3 separate regions of the Mus musculus genome follow, and regions 2 and 3 are each linked to region 1. A link is a contact called in public ChIA-PET and HiChIP or PLAC-seq data. All regions are on one chromosome and are shown on one strand. The core of a region is the stretch at or near the end of the contact, and the rest is flanking DNA. Distances in the headings are between cores, read along the strand shown.

Region 1 (3,212 bases), core at 353-2,852:
AGACGAGGGAAGTCCAGTGCCTGAGTGGCAACCAGACTCTCAGCTCCCGATGCCCTCCTCACCTGAGACCTTCCAGGAAGCGGCCCTGCAACAGCCAACCCTGCAACCAGCGACCAGGTAAAGAGCGTCCCACCCACCCCAGTAGAGGGGATGGAGTTGGACTATGGGCAGATATGAGAAGAGCTGGTGGGATTGGGTACCACGCTCCCAGAGGGGATGATGTCAGTCCAGTCTTGTGCCATTGACCTCTGTCCTCAGATGACCAATGCAAGGACAGCTCTCCACACTGCCCCCTGGTGGTACAGGCCCGGCTCTGCGTCTACCCCTACTACACAACTACCTGCTGCCGCTCTTGTGCCCATGTCCTGGAGCAGTCCCAGCTGGAACCGGCTTGAAACGGGTCCCAGAGACCCTGCCTTCGTGGTTTTCTTGTGCCACCCACTGACTAGCCCGCTCTGTACCCTCTGGCTTTTCACCTGGTCTCAGCCTTGCCAGAGGGATCCTCCAGGGTGAGAGACCTACAGTGTGATAGCTCAAGAAGTGTACCTGACCTGCCTGGGGGTCTGTCCTGTGTATGTTTATCACTTCCACAAAAGCAGCTTGAGAAAGAATAGGAAGTGGGCGGTGCCTGTATCCCTCATGCTTTTCTGGGCTGGGGAGAAAGGGGGAGAGAGCAAGGTTATATTTCCACACTAATCTGAGCTACATAGTGTGTGTCCCCCAGAAGTTCCAGGTCTGTGCCCCAATCCTCGTCTCCACATCTTCTAAATTACCCTGTTGTTCCCATCCCTGCCTTATCTAGTCTCTGTATTCCTACCTCCCTCATTAGCAGGGGCAGGGATCAGCCACTGCTACCCTACCTTACTGGGGAAGGACCACACCTCTCCAGGGCAGGGACCACTTGTGTCGAGGGTGAAAAAGAGAAACGTCAGCATAAGACATCCTAGCCCCAGTCGCCACTTCACACTGAAAATGATGCCCACCCCAGAAGTAATTTATTTTTTATTAAAGTTGGTTTTGACATAAACATGCTCTTCGTTATGTTCATGGGGACCCCACCATCCGAGCAATGTGAGGCCAGATGTGGTGTGGGAAGAGGAGCGGCATTTAGGGATGGGAGGAAGATGTGGTCCTCATGGGCTGTGGAGTGAGCTTCAAACCTGGGGCAGTCTGGATCAAGGGCCTAAGATTCTGTCCCACTACAGATCTGCAGATGGCTTACTGGCCACTAGAGGCCGCTACTTTTCCCAGTTTAGGAGCAGTAATGGGTGCTTGGATCCCAGCAGAGAGCCTGTGGTGGGCTTTTGGGTAGGCTCTTCCTGTTGTCTCTAGGAATCCAGCAGAACTTTTCAATGCAGGGCTAAGCTGGCTTGTGTGCGCACGAGCGTGGGGCATGCATGTTGCTTTTCAGGTTCTCTCGCTCTGGCCCTGTCTCCTCCTCTTTTACCCACTTCCCTGCTAGATGCCTGCTTACTGCTTTCCATGGGTGCATGGGGTGGTAACTTTGCCCCCTCTCTTTGCTCAGCAAAATCATAGGAGCTTGGCCCGCATGACTCTGTGACTGCAGGAGGAGGGAGGAGGGGCCAAGGCAGGACCAGATGTCCTGCCAGAGACACATTCCACAGAGATGTCTCACCAGGCCTCCTCCCTCCCCCACCACTTCCCTCTCCCTGTGTGTTTCTTTCAAAGTAAATAACTTGTTAAAGGTGGAGTGGACAGCCTTCTCCAGGGTCCTCTTCCCTGGCCCCTACAGTTGGTTCTGAGGCCTGACTTTCTTGCTGCCGATGCCCCGCTGGAGGCAGCCTTGTTCTGTCTGTGCCTCTTCAGACAGGCTGAGTATGGCCATTAGTAAAAGCCTGCAGACAGTTTTACTACTATTTTCTGAACACAGCTACACTCCTTGGATACCAAGTTCCCCTAAGAATAAAGTTGTTCCACTGTAGCAAACCCTTTGCTACATTAGAAGGGTACAAAGCTCCCTGCCTTGGGACTTAGGCTGTCCTCCCGCTGGATGTGGCTGAGCAGGAAGATGACAGCAAGCACAGTGTAAGGGGACTGAGTGGGTGACAAAGGAGGGGAAGGAAAATTAACCCCGGACAAACGGCTGAGGCGCCTGCTTAATATATCAAAGTGGACCTGACAGTCAACAGGTTCTCCCAGCATCCCTCAGTCGCTGTTACAAGGGTATGACTGGCACACCCTGTCTCCCAGCCCACGGGACTGGACTGCCCCTCCCTTTATAAGCAACCGTCCTGGCTACCTGCCCCTTTTGTACCTTTGGCCTACTGGTAGCTGGACCTGGTTTCTGCTCCCTTCCCCTCCCCCCTCTCCTCACAAGGTCAGGATCACTCTGAACTCTCCCAGATGTGGCTGCCTCTGGCTTTGTTCTTCTGATCTACTGTAAACTTTCTCCTTCGTCATACCTAGGAGCAGTCATATCTGTTCCTTTTTATTTCTTTTTTTTTTTTTTAATTAAAAAATAAAGCCATGGGTGATCCCAGCACGTGGGAGGCTGAGGCAGGAAGATCACAAGGCTAGCCTGGGCTATACTTGTGAGACCCTTTCCCCAAATACACCATGAAAAAAACCTGACTTTGGCCCAGGACAGGGGTTCCACAAGGAGGCTACAAGAATGCCCTGCCTCTGAAGAGGGTCAGGTGTGCTTCCTTCTTAGGTGACCCTGGAAGGACAGGCAAAGATGTAGGGACCAGAGAAATGGGGCCCAGGAGTCAGCTTCCAGATGCAGGCAGTGAACACAGAGTCCCCGAGCAAGGGAGGGGTGGCTGCCCTCCCAGCCCGCCCATCAGTTCCTGGAAACAGGGCTGGGGTGGAGGCCACAGCTCAGCTGACTTCCCCTCCCTTTTGAGGCCTCTTAGGGTTGTTGCTGGGCAGGTTTAGATTTTGGTCTGGGCTTGAGAGCCAATCACAGGTGGAGAATGCAGCCATAGCCCTCAAGGGTTCCCCCCAACACCTCCTTTCTTTTTCTGATCCCCAGAGCTTCTCGCCTCTAGCCTGGGGGGTGGGGGGGGAGGGGGCGGGAGCGGCGGTGTCTGCCCTCTACTCCTCACTGTAAAGAGAAGTCCCTGCAGTCCTCAGTTCATCTGCAAGCAGTGTGGGGTCAGAGCAGACGGTTCTGGGAAGGAAGGCGGGCCTGCCTTGAAGCACCCCTTTCTCTGGACCCCTAGAAGGAGCGGTGTGGCCAGACGCTGCTT
Region 2 (3,212 bases), core at 462-2,961, 900 kb before region 1:
CTGATCTTTGCTTCTTTTTACATTTCAGGAAACTGATTACATCATGTCATATTTTGACAATGGAGAGGACTTTGGAGGGGACAGCGATGACAATATGGATGAGGCCATATACTGAAAAACCTGGGCATAGACTGAAAACCTGGGCCATAGACTGAAAACCTGGGCCCATATATCATTCTTGATTTGAGATACAGGAACTAAATATCCCTATGTACTTAGGGGTTTTCCTATTTTTGTTATTTGTTTTGTTTTGTTTTGGTTGGTTGGCTTGGTTTGTTTTTTCCAGACAGGTTTCTCTGTGTAGCCCTGGCTGTCCTGGAACTCACTCTGTAGACCAGGCTGGCCTCAAACTCAGAAATCCGCCTGCCTCTGCCTCTGCCTCTGCCTCCCAAGTGCTGGGATTAAAGGCATTCGCCACCATGCCCAGCTTTGTTATTGTTTTTTGAGAGAAGATCTCATGTAGCTCAAGCTGGCCTGGAACTCGGTATGTAGCTGAGGCTGGCCTTGAATTTTGGACCCCCCCCCACCCCCCCAAGCCTTGGGATTACAGGGACGCGCCACCACAGCAGACTTACTAGCATTTACTTCTGTTGAGAAAAAATTGGTTAGAATCCAGGTGACCTGTGTGATCCCTGGGGGCTGTGATGCGCAGCCGTTGACAGTTTAGGGGAGACTTGGGGTGGGAACAGTCAAGAGGAGTAAGGCCTGTTTTGTACTTTTAAATAAAATGTTTGTATCTGTCTAACATGTCTAACAGAGTGATGTGTACTGGGAAAGGGCCGGAGGCAAGGCTGAGGGGGTGTCCAGTCAAGCCATTCTTACCCCTGCCACGCCCCCTTTCAGAGGACTGAATTTACAGCCATGCAAATGCTAAACGGGTGTTCCATCACTCAGCCATGCCCCCATCTCTTTTTATATATTTGCTTTAGAATTTTTAGGCAGAGCTTTTGCTAAGTTGCCTAAGTTGGCTTTGAACTTAACCCTGTAGCCCAAACAGGCCTGAAACTGTCTCAGCCTCCCTAGCTGTGGTCCCAGGTCTGTGCCACCAGTGTCAAATCTCTGCGTGTCCAGTGTGACACGGGTGTGTGTGTGTGTGTGTGTGACCGCCTTGACCCTTGACCTTTACTTCTCAGCTCTCCCTTGGAGGACATTCAGGAACTCATCTGCAATGCTGTCTGAAAGCAGCGCTGGGGAAAGCATAGGCTCGCCCACAGACTACCCTAGCCTTTGGCCTCCAGCAGCACAGGGACATGAGCCTGCATAGTCAGGCACATTTACCAGGACACCAGCCCTCTCCTTTCTCACACTTGACCTTGATGGTGTCCTTATTTACAAAGAGTGATTGCAGCTATTTTTGTGCAGGGAGTCCAGAAAGCCAGGGGCCGGGAGAGAGGAGTGACTCACTGCTTTCAGCTTACCGTCTTCCAGGACCTGGAGAGCCCACTTTGAAAGGCATATTTAGGATCTCCCTAAATATACTGTTCTCTACAGACAGCCGGGGTGTGGCTTGCAGCTCCTTCTTTTTTGTTGTTCTTTCCTTTGTGGAATTAAGTTAGCCTTTCTCACTCCACTTTGGGGAGGGGGTAGGCGGTGTTATCTTCCAGGAAGTAAGGAGGGTGGGGAGGAAGGGAGTGATTTAGGGACACTCAGCTCTAAGAGAGGCTTCCTCGCCCACACAGCGCTCCCTTGGGTGAGGTCACTTCCCTGGCCTCTGATTGGCTTCTAAGGAAGGCTTCCTCGAGCTGATTGGTTGCATGCACTTGCCATGCCACAGCCACGAGTAAGTTGCGTGTCCAGTATAGAAACAGAGTAAGGAGACCTGCAGAGACATCTGCCGTGCTACCACGGGAGGCCCCACTGAGCATTTCATAGTCTAAGGATGGACTGTGTGAGAAGCGTCCAATAAGCTTCCCAATCGCTTTTAGACAGGCCGACCGAATTTCCTACAGCATCGTGGGTTAGAGAACCGAAATCCAAGGTCAGGTATTTCTGACCCCATTGTACAGGGCAAAGAGGGGCTTAGACTCCATGGAGGAGAAGCGCCTTCAAGGCCTCGTTTAAATGTGGTAGCAAGTGTTGGGATAGAAGCCCAGCCAAGAAAGCAGAGCCGGGAACAGGAATAGAAGCGAACATTCCAGAGTTATTGAGCAATTTGTGGTGATTGATGTGTTTCCTTTTCTAGCTCTCCGAGGTGAGGGAAGGGCGGGGCCAGGAGACTTGTCCCTGGGGTTTCCCACAGTTCTACAGCCAGCGACTGTAGCTAGGGAGGAAACAGCCGAAAACAAAGATCCTGAACGGTTTGGTTCTGTTTTGTTTACCTGTTGTCTTTTCCTACGTTGTCCCGTGCACACACAGTGGAGGGGAGACACCATCCTAACCCTCATTACTTAAGTCCAGGTCTATGTTGAGAGACACTGCCACAGGCTAGCCCACCTGATGCTCCTCTTTTTTTTTTTTTTTTTTTTTTAACATTTCATTTATTTGGCCAAGGGTGTACAAAATGGCGTGTGTGGGGAGCCCAGAGGACAGCCTGCTGGAGTCAGTACTCTCCTGCTGCCATATGGGTCTGGGGGCTCACATGCAAGGCTTGGAGGCAAGCACCGAATGAGCCAACTCACATCCCTGGGAACTTGGTGGTGGGACCAAAGATCCCGAACTAAAGGTGGTAAAGGAGGGCAGGACACTAGTCCCCACCCATCTTTCCACAGTTCCGTCCCTTCACGTTGCCTTTCCCCTGGCGCAGGAGAAAGGAGGACAAAGGTTGGAATGACCACTTGGGATCAGTCATGCTACCTCAAAGACAAAGTGTCATAAATATCAAGTCATTCTTGGACTCTGCCCTGCCTGGACTCCTGCCTTCCCTGGCAGGTGACCTTGTTGGACAAAGCCAGTGACACGAGACACAGCAGCTTCCCCAAATTCCTAATTGGTTCCAGGCAATAGCTAAACCATGTCCACTGACCTTTCCCCAACTTCCCACAAGCACTCCCAAACAGGCAGAGGCTGGAGCCTGGGTCCAGCAGACAGGGTCAAAGCCGCTCTTCCTGGAGAGGCAGGCAGCACAGCAGTTGAGGCCTGGCCTACTAATTTACATAGACCTAGTCAGTGTTTGCCACCCAGGTACATAATACCCATTAGGAACAGTTCTTATTGTCTAAATTGCTCCAATGCCTGGACTGCAGACTAGATTTTACAGCAGGAAAACCTAACCC
Region 3 (3,212 bases), core at 245-2,744, 590 kb before region 1:
TGAGAGCACAGTGGCTTTGTTCCAGATATAGCCAAAGTTGTACCTTGTGCTGTGGCTGGGCTTGGTAATGTGTAAGGGTCACCCAGGTGGTACTGGTTTTGAAGGCATGAAGGAGTTGAGCAGAGCAGCTGAGGCTTGGCACTGTGAGAGGCCATGGAAGGCCATTGGTGAAAGTGCAGCCTCAGTTGCAATTGATGGCCCAGGACTGAAGGGGTCATGCCGTGTTTTGGAGATGCCAGTACCATGAGATGACCACCAAGAGCAGCAGCAGCAGCAGTGGAGTACAGGCATCTGGAGCCTAGAGGATGACGCGTGTGCTACAAAGGGCATGGCTGGAGAAGTGACCCAAGGCCTTGGAGGAGCCCAGAAGATCGTAAGTTGGATCCCAGACATTGGACGGTTGGAGATTGACTTTTGCTTTTGATTGTGACTGTGCCCTGATAGTTTCCCTCTTGAAGGAAGAAACTGTTTTAGTGGAGCCCACAGTTAAGAGACTTTTAATTGTAAAAAGACTTCGGATTTTAAAAGAGATGGATATTTTAAAGAGATTGAAATTTTAAGAATATGTAAAGACTGTGGGACTTTTAAAGTTATTTAGACCTTGGGGATGAATAAGAATGTAAGGGTTGAGGCTTACTAGTGATGTGTTTGTGTGTCAAGTTGACAAGGGGTCAATTGTACTGGCTAGTTTTGTGTCAACTTGACACAGCTGGGGTTATCACAGAGAAAGGAGCTTCAGTTGAGGAAATGCCTCCATGAGATTCAACTCTAAGGCATTTTCTCAATTAGTGATCAAGGGGGAAAGGCCCCTTGTGGGTGGGACCATCTCTGGGCTGGTAGTCTTGGGTTATATAAGAGAGCAGGCTGAGCAAGCCAAGACACCGCCCAACACTTTGAAACGCTCGATGTTGCACCAGAGCGCTGCAGGGTAACAGACTCATCATGGCTTAACCTTACCTGCTAGATCAGACCCTTAGTGCTTACAGTCTTTTTTTGAGAACTAAAGTGGCTCTGAAAAGAGCCTTTTGGGTAAAGCCGATCAATCACGTCTCTGCTGCACTTCACTTGGAGCTGGTGTACTTGGTGACGGCCTTGGTGCCTTCCGACACAGCGTGTTTAGCCAACTCTCCCGGCAGCAGCAGACGCACGGCTGTCTGGATCTCCCGGGAAGTGATGGTCGAGCGCTTGTTGTAATGCGCCAGACGGGAAGCCTCACCTGCGATGCGCTCGAAGATATCGTTCACGAAGGAATTCATGATTCCCATAGCCTTAGATGAGATGCCCGTGTCGGGGTGCACTTGCTTCAGGACCTTGTACACGTAAACAGAATAGCTCTCCTTGCGGCTGCGCTTGCGCTTCTTGCCATCTTTCTTCTGCACTTTCGTGACAGCTTTCTTAGAGCCCTTCTTTGGGGCAGGAGCAGACTTCGCTGGATCCGGCATTTTCCTCCGCGTCTAAAGATGCAACGTAAGGTAGACCGGGCAACTACGAACTGTTTCAGCGCGGCTTGCTATGCGGTACTTATAGAGCTTGTATGCAAATGAGGTTTCACACGGTATTCCATTTTTATTGGTTGATTTACAGCAGAGTCAGCGTCAAGGAGGCGGAGCCTACTCAAACCGATTCTGGTTGCGAGCCTTGGTGGTGCTTAGAGGAAATTCTTTCTAGCCAATCGCAGCCTTCCATTTCATGCTAGCCTGTTATTGAGAGCGGCAGTTTTGCCTCAGCTGTTCTTTATGTTCCCTTCGCTTACAGATCCTTAAAACACCAGGTTGAAATAAGTTAACTATCGCTCTTAGGTATCACGCTTGGAATTTTGGGGCTATTTTTCAGGTTCACAGTTCTGAGACCCTAATTAGAACTCCTTTTTTGGACTGGCCCATATTTGAGTAGTGAGCTCAAGACCAGCTCTAAATGGAATAAACCTGGGATAAGGAATGTGATTACTGGTAACTGTTAGGCCTGACACACTTGAGGGCGTATTTGAAACACTGAAAATCAATTTGCAAAGCTGACACAGCTACTTTCATCGACAACGTAGGTGGCTCTGAAAAGAGCCTTTGTGGGGGATGGAAGGGAAACAGGGCGCTTAAGCGCGCTCCCCACGGATGCGGCGGGCCAACTGGATGTCCTTGGGCATGATGGTGACGCGTTTGGCGTGGATGGCGCACAGGTTGGTGTCCTCGAACAGCCCCACCAGGTAGGCCTCGCTCGCCTCCTGCAGCGCCATGACGGCCGAGCTCTGGAAGCGCAGGTCCGTCTTGAAGTCCTGCGCGATCTCGCGCACCAGGCGCTGGAACGGCAGCTTGCGGATCAGCAGCTCGGTCGACTTCTGGTAGCGCCGGATCTCCCGCAGCGCCACGGTGCCGGGCCGGTAGCGGTGCGGCTTCTTCACGCCGCCCGTGGCCGGGGCGCTCTTGCGGGCGGCCTTGGTGGCCAGCTGCTTGCGCGGGGCCTTGCCGCCGGTGGACTTGCGGGCGGTCTGCTTCGTACGGGCCATATTTTTGCGACTTCGGCTTGCAGACGCCAAGTGGCCATACTTATAGACTTATCTTCGTCTTGATTGGGCCCAGAAAGCAGGAGTTTCTGGACTTGCAGTCTGATTGGGTAGAATTCGATCCTATTTGCTGAGTTTCAAGATGGTTACACTATTCCTTCTCTCCTGATACTTTTCCTTCCTGTATTTATGAACCGCAGAGGGTTTTAAAAAGATAGTGCTTTTCAGTTGATGTAACTTTCCTAAATGCAGTGTTTAAAGTGTTTCTCACGCAGTGTGCTCTTCTAACAGGTTTCTTTGGAAACAAACTTGCCCTTTTCATGTTCTGCGATTCACTTTGTAGCGAGTCACCAGATACTGTAGCTCTTCTCTGACAGTTAGCATTTATTTAACTTCAGGCTTTGTGCCCAGTGATTTGAACGCATTGTACCACGGCCGAAAGATGACAAAACGATGTATAGTGAAAGGAACCAAATGCAAACTTAAGTTTTACCTATTTCGAAACCCTACCAAAGCCGGTCTTACATTTACTGCACACTGACTATCGTTATGTATGGCGCTCCCGCCTTTCCTTCTGTCTAGAGTGCGTTCCTTCCACCTCCCTTCTACACTAACGGCCAATTAAGTCCTGCAGATGAAATGTTTATATAACAGAAGGATAAGACTAGAAGTATTAATACCGCCTTTCCAGTGGAGAACAGCTACTAAATAGTTA

What was found. ChIA-PET counts read pairs in DNA pulled down with a chosen protein or histone mark. HiChIP or PLAC-seq counts read pairs in DNA pulled down with a chosen protein or histone mark.
Region 2: a contact with region 1 is called in a FOXA1 HiChIP or PLAC-seq map of pancreatic cancer cells. The contact joins two enhancer-like sites. A contact is called at or near these places in 1 of 39 promoter capture datasets (liver), 1 of 484 Hi-C or Micro-C datasets (cardiomyocytes) and 1 of 115 datasets of contacts at active chromatin or transcription factors (pancreatic cancer cells).
Region 3: an RNA polymerase II ChIA-PET map of memory CD8 T cells shows a contact between it and region 1, with 160 read pairs. The contact joins the promoter of H2bc18 here to the enhancer-like site in region 1. A contact is called at or near these places in 5 of 39 promoter capture datasets (cranial neural crest, liver, neural stem cells and 1 more), 2 of 484 Hi-C or Micro-C datasets (CD8 T cells and regulatory T cells), 4 of 115 datasets of contacts at active chromatin or transcription factors (acute myeloid leukemia, effector CD8 T cells, memory CD8 T cells and 1 more) and 1 of 9 other capture datasets (adipose tissue).

Annotation. Positions count from the first base shown.
Region 1 is chr3:95,674,016-95,677,227 of GRCm38.p6, reverse strand. It overlaps Adamtsl4 (ADAMTS-like 4), which reads left to right. Exons shown (of 18, transcript NM_144899.3): 17 at 1-117; 18 at 259-1,027. The coding sequence ends at 395. Gm52627 (a long non-coding RNA gene) reads right to left here. Exons shown (of 2, transcript XR_003954671.1): 2 at 986-3,212. Among named protein-coding and RNA genes, the nearest start is that of Gm52627, 3.4 kb to the right of the region's middle. Within about 2 kb of position 1,602, at least 274 of the 459 cell types and tissues checked have an H3K27ac peak or open chromatin away from gene starts, as enhancers often do. A contact at or near this core is called in CD8 T cells, acute myeloid leukemia, adipose tissue and 6 more, where this site is marked.
Region 2 is chr3:96,575,405-96,578,616 of GRCm38.p6, reverse strand. Polr3gl (polymerase (RNA) III (DNA directed) polypeptide G like) reads left to right here. Exons shown (of 8, transcript NM_027241.4): 8 at 29-745. The coding sequence ends at 115. Among named protein-coding and RNA genes, the nearest start is that of Gm15441, 10 kb to the right of the region's middle. Within about 2 kb of position 1,711, at least 381 of the 459 cell types and tissues checked have an H3K27ac peak or open chromatin away from gene starts, as enhancers often do. A contact at or near this core is called in cardiomyocytes, liver and pancreatic cancer cells, where this site is marked.
Region 3 is chr3:96,267,982-96,271,193 of GRCm38.p6, reverse strand. H2bc18 (H2B clustered histone 18) reads right to left here and starts at 1,494. Exons shown (of 1, transcript NM_175666.3): 1 at 1,002-1,494. The coding sequence starts at 1,442. The coding sequence ends at 1,062. It overlaps H3c13 (H3 clustered histone 13), which reads right to left and starts at 2,540. Exons shown (of 1, transcript NM_178215.2): 1 at 2,039-2,540. The coding sequence starts at 2,500. The coding sequence ends at 2,090.